2 separate regions of the Bos taurus genome follow, and region 1 is linked to region 2. A link is a contact called in public Hi-C data. All regions are on one chromosome and are shown on one strand. Each heading gives the region's core, a stretch centred on a gene start, on an enhancer-like site or on the middle of the called end of the contact. The rest is flanking DNA. Distances are from core to core; before and after follow the strand shown. Region 1 has its middle 16 kb from the start of YTHDF3. Region 2 holds the start of GGH (gamma-glutamyl hydrolase).

Region 1 (2,700 bases), core at 159-2,658, 54 kb after region 2:
AAAGGAATTTGAACTTCATTTTTGAGACAAAGAGAAGCTCTCTGAAAAAGAAGAAATCGATTAAAATTTCTGGAAGCCTGTGCTGAAGTTTAAAAATATTTAAAAGAGGAAGAAAATGTGAATATGTCTAAACTTTGCATGTTTTATTTTCATATAACATTTTTTCCCATTAAGAATGAACACAGGCTTACAGTAAAAAATTTGTAGAGAAAAAAATATGAAAAAGAAAATAGGGCTTCCCTGGTGACTCAGTGGTCAAGAATCTGCATACCAATGCAGGAGACACAAGAGACGTGGGTTCAATTCCTGGTCTGGGAAGATCCCATATGCCATCAGACAACTAAGCCTGTGGCCACAAACTACTGAGCCCAAGCTCTAGAGTTTGTGCTCTTCAACAAGAGAAGCCACCCCAATGATAAGCCCGAGCACCACCACTGGAGAGTAGCCCCCTTTCTCAGCAACTAGAGGAAATCCCACACAGCCATGAAGATCCAGCACAGCCAAAAATAAATAAGTAAATATTTTAAAACAGAAAATAATTCTGCCATCTGTCTTCAGTTCTGTTCAGTTCAGTCACTCAGTTGTGTCTGACTCTTTGGGACCCCATGGACTGCAGCACACCAGGCTTCCCTGTCCATCACCAATTCCCAGAGCTTGCTCAAACTCATGTCCATCGAGTTGGTAATGCCATCCAACCATCTCATCCTCTGTTGTCCCCCTCTCCTCCTGCCTTCAATCTTTCCCAGCGTCAGAGTCTTTTCCAATGAGTCAGTTGTTTGCACCAGGTGGCCAAAGTATTGGAGATTCAGCTTCAGCATCAGTCATCTATAGACTGCCATCTATAGACTGTCACAAATAACATTTAGGTACAATTCCTACTAGCCTTTTGTCTAGAAATACACATAGTTTTACTATAGCTCTTTCTTCAATCACTATTCTGTTGTGAGCATTTTTTCAAAGAGCAGTTTTTTTAACAGTTACATATTGTATTCAGTGAAATACCCTATAAATTATGTCACGATTCGTGACATTGTTAAACGTGGAACAGAATGAAAAAGTAGAAATTTACTAGATTCCCGAGGTTCTTAGATAGCAGATACCAAAATGAATTGGGAGACAAACTGCTCTGCAGTAACATCGACGTCATTATGTGAAAACTGGCTCCTGACTTGGAATGCTTTATTTTCATCTAGGCTGTAACAGGGTCAAAAGTGGAGATGACTTCATACTTAAGCAAGTCAGTCTTCAGTGGGGTCCCCTGAGAACTGGTGTGACTGACATCCCTGTGGTTAGCGGAACTTAGTAGACTGGTATCTGACTCTTGACTGGAGAACACTGGGCAGAGACCTACAGGTTACCCGCTCTTGGGCTAGGAAGAGAGGAGAGCGGCTGTTCCCATTGTGAATTTGCGAGGGTAACAGACAAGCGCTTCCAAGGGCAAGATCTTGGCTGCACCTGTGAGAAAGAGCTGGCCTGGAACTGTGTTAGATTCTGTCCACGGGGGGCCACCTGGGAACACTGGTCCCCCCAAAATCTGTGTGGAATAGACCATGTCATGTGCTGCTGCTGCTGCTGCTGCTAAATCACTTCAGTTGTGTCCAACTCTGTGCGACCCCATAGACGGCAGCCCACCAGGCTCCCCCGTCCCTGGGATTCTCCAGGCAAGAACACTGAAGTGGGTTGCCATTTCCTTCTCCAATGCGTGAAAGTGAAAAGTGAAAGTGAAGTTGCTCAGTCGTGTCCAACTCTTAGCGACCCCATGGACTGCAGCCTACCAGGCTCCTCCGCCCAGGGGATTTTCCAGGCTAGAGGACTGGAGACCGGTGTCTAAACAGACCATTGAAAACAAAACCAGGAACTGAGGGGACAAAGTTCATCTGGAAGAGAATGCATCATCCGTATCAGTAGTTTCTCAACCTGGAATGTGTTTGTACCCCTGGGGACATTTGGCAATGTCTGAGGATTTTTCGTTGTCACAACTGGGGTTGAGTGGTGTGTTACTGGCCTGTGGTTAAAGGCTGGGTGTGCTGCTGAGCATCCTATGATGCATGGGACAGCTGATGATTATTTGGCCCAAGTGTTAAATGCTAAGTTTGGAAGACCTTGGTGCATATCATGTAGAGAGAAGGAAAGACTCAGTAGGAAACATTTGCCAAACCTTGACTGTGGGGCACAACTCTGTGAATAGGCTGAACATACTGAACACTTTCAATGGGTGAATGATTTTATATGTAAATTGTTGTTGTTGTTTAGTTGCTCAGTCGTGTCTGACTCTTTTGCTACCCCATGGACTGTAGTTTGCCAGGCTCCTCTGCCCATGGGATTTCCCAGGCAAGAACACTGAAGTAGGTTACTATTTCTTCTCTAGGGGATCTTCCTGACCCAGGGATCAAACCTGAATCTCCTCCTTGCAGGAAGATTCTTTACCATTAAGCCACCATGGAAGCCCTCATTATCTCTCTATAAAACTGCTATAAAACAATGGGTGGGAATTCCCTGGTGGCATGATGGTTAGAATCCTGGGCTTTCACTGCCATGGCCTGGGTTCAACCCCTGGTTGGAAACTGAGATCCTGCAAGCCAACATTTCAGAAACAAACTTATCATAGAAAAAACTTAATATATGTAAAGAATGCCTTGAATAGAAGTGTTCTAGAAGTTAATCAAATGGAGCCTTTATTTCTGTGTCCCACTATGACTT
Region 2 (2,700 bases), core at 24-2,523:
TCCTGCATCTCCTGTATTGGCAGACGGATTCTTTATCACTGAGCCACCCAGTAAACCTACATAGGATTTCATTTTGAGTTAATTCCCTTTGAAGATTTTAACCACTATTTTACATAGATTATGAAATAATGCATCCCAAGTTCCAAATATTGATACACAACATACATAAAAATGGACACTACCAATATCCATGAAAAAAATGCTCAACTACTTTCTATTTAGTTACAGAATACAGTGCCCATTTTCGTGGGAAATAAAGGGAAAAAAAAAAAAAAAAACAGAATGAAAGGCATAACAATACTACCAGCTAAAATGAAATCAATTCTAGTTGTCCGCCCACAAATTACTTTTTTGCACATTTCAAATACGAGCTGATTTCTCCAGGGTTGCTTTCCCTTGCCCCAGTCTTAAATGTTTGTTCTGGCGATTCAAATTGATTTTACTCCCTTTATAGAACATTAAGTGTGTTGAAAAAGAAAAATGACTTGTTTTACTTTAACACAAAACAGAATTGCTACTAGGATCACAGGAGCCACGGCTGCCCTCCGCTGCCAAAGAGGACAAAGGCCAGGTATACCATAATTTCCCAATTATCTAGTCAATTCGATTTTGCATTTTTCCTCGAAATGAGCCCTCAACCAGTGAAATTTTAATAAAGATAATGCATGAATACAGAAGGTTTAGTTAGCAGAAATTCCTGCTGCTGCTGCTAAGTCGCTTCAGTCGTGTCCGACTCTGTGCGACCCCATAGACAGCAGCCCATCAGGCTCCCCCGTCCCTGGGATTTTCCAGGTAAGAGTACTGGAGTGGGTTGCCATTGCCTTCTCCGCAGAAATTCCAAATGAGTACAAACACAAAAACCATCCTCAGGATTCTTCACGGTGCATGCTCCTCCCTTCCAATTTTAAGAGCTAAGGATGTGCGGGAAATCAACGAGCATTACCTAGGTATATTTCAGCAGGATCTCAATGAGGGTTTGACCCCTGGGCTAGGAAGTCACACATCCTATCCCTAGGCTTGGATGTTTCCAGGACCGGACGCACCTGCCGAAGCGCAGCAGCTGGAAGCGCCCAGGGCGCGCTCCCGGCTCACCAGCCCCAGCCCCAGCCCTGGCCGCCTCCTTACCGATGATGGGCTTCTTGGGGGTAGGCGCGGGAGGGGCGCTCAGACCGAGGCCCGTCGCCCCGCACAGAACCAGACCCAACACGCTCAGCAGGCGACCCAGTCTCGCCATTGCGCTCGCCGCCTCCCGCCGGCTTTCAAAGGCACTACCGGCGAGCAGCAGAGTGAGGCAGCTGCTGTCACCCGGCCGCTCGAGGGCGTCGGGCGGGGGCGGTGCTCCGCCGCGGGGGCCTATGGGAAAGGCCGTCCGGGCGCATGTGCGCTGGGGCCGCAAGGGCGGGCGACTCCGGGGACCCAGAGGCCGCGCCTACCCCATCGCTCCGCGGCCGCCCGGACCCCTGGCCCCCAGCCCGCCCCGCGGCGTCTGCGGGGGCTCAGGAAAGTGCGGTGGGATCCGCGTACTCGAGCCCGCCCTTTCAGCTGTTTCCTCGACGTGACCTGAAGTCACCCGGAACTAACTGGGGCGCAGGGTCCCGCGGTCGAGTGGGGAGCGCTGGATTGCAGCCTGACCTGATTGGTAACCAGGCAGCGGGGGAGGCTGGCGAGAGGTTCTAGAAGTCGCCTGAGAACTTTGCGCCAAAGTCGTCTTGAGGAATGCTGGCAGCGGAGTTGGACACCCCCGCTTTCCATCAGGGATGGTTGGTGACTTGGGAGGTGGTTTCCGCGTCCTGCCATTTGCGTGCAGGTAGAGGCTTCTGGACCAAACGAAGAGAAGATGAGGAAAGCCCGATAGATGTGAACACGCCCACGAGCATCGCCTCAGCTCAGAACTGGGTCAAGGAGGGGCCCACTCCTGGCATCACGACAAAAACAAGTCCAGGCCAGGCCCGCACACGGTGCCTCCTAACTTTAGCAGACTGTTCTCCAACAGGGCACAAAGGGTGACTTGGGTTCCTAATCACTAAAAGTTTTTTTGAGGTTTCTGTTTCAAATTTGAAAAGAGATTTAGAAACACTGAACTTGTTTTGGTGGGCTAGTAGATGAAAGGTAAGCTTTTTCTTTCTATGTGAAAACCAAAATATAAAGATATGGCTTATACTGGGAGTTCCCACCTATAAGGGTGAAAATCAGAATAGAAGAGTATTTGATAATCAACTCAAGGCCAAATATAGAGGATGCAAAGATTAATTGGGCAATGCCTTGTTTTTTCGTCTTAGAAGTTTGGAGTTTTGTAAGGAAAAGAGAGAACAGGATTTGTGAAGAGAATGTATTTCAAGAAGAGAGAATGCAATATGTCGTATGCTTTGTTAATATAATAATGCTGCTCTGGAAGGGCGTGGTGAGCGATAAGCTGAATGGATGTGTTTGTGAAAGGCCCTACATATTTGGCTTGTTTTGAACTCAGATGAACAGATGAGGAAACTGTACCAGTATGAAGTTGTGAGCAATTGTCTGTCCACATAGGAAAAAAAGTATTACCTCTCATTATACACAAAAATAAACTCTAGGTGAGTAAAGATACAAACGTAAAAGGCAAACTGTTATACTTTGATGAGAAAATATAGGACTGTGTGTCCATGACGTTGATGGAATTTCAGAAAACATATTTCTAAAAAACATGTTAGTGGAAGAAATTGG

The links. A called contact is a pair of places that touch in the nucleus more often than the background predicts.
Region 1: a contact with region 2 is called in a Hi-C map of liver, with 2.1 times the contacts expected there. The contact joins the enhancer-like site here to the promoter of GGH in region 2. A contact is called at or near these places in 2 of 11 Hi-C or Micro-C datasets (liver and skeletal muscle).

What each region holds. Positions count from the first base shown.
Region 1 is chr14:28,123,438-28,126,137 of ARS-UCD2.0, forward strand. No RefSeq gene overlaps it. Among named protein-coding and RNA genes, the nearest start is that of YTHDF3, 16 kb to the right of the region's middle. Within about 2 kb of position 1,409, at least 5 of the 102 cell types and tissues checked have an H3K27ac peak or open chromatin away from gene starts, as enhancers often do. A contact at or near this core is called in liver, where this site is marked.
Region 2 is chr14:28,069,102-28,071,801 of ARS-UCD2.0, forward strand. It overlaps GGH (gamma-glutamyl hydrolase), which reads right to left and starts at 1,274. Exons shown (of 9, transcript NM_001105394.1): 1 at 1,126-1,274. The coding sequence starts at 1,234. LOC132342198 (a long non-coding RNA gene) reads left to right here and starts at 1,378. Exons shown (of 2, transcript XR_009490484.1): 1 at 1,378-2,109.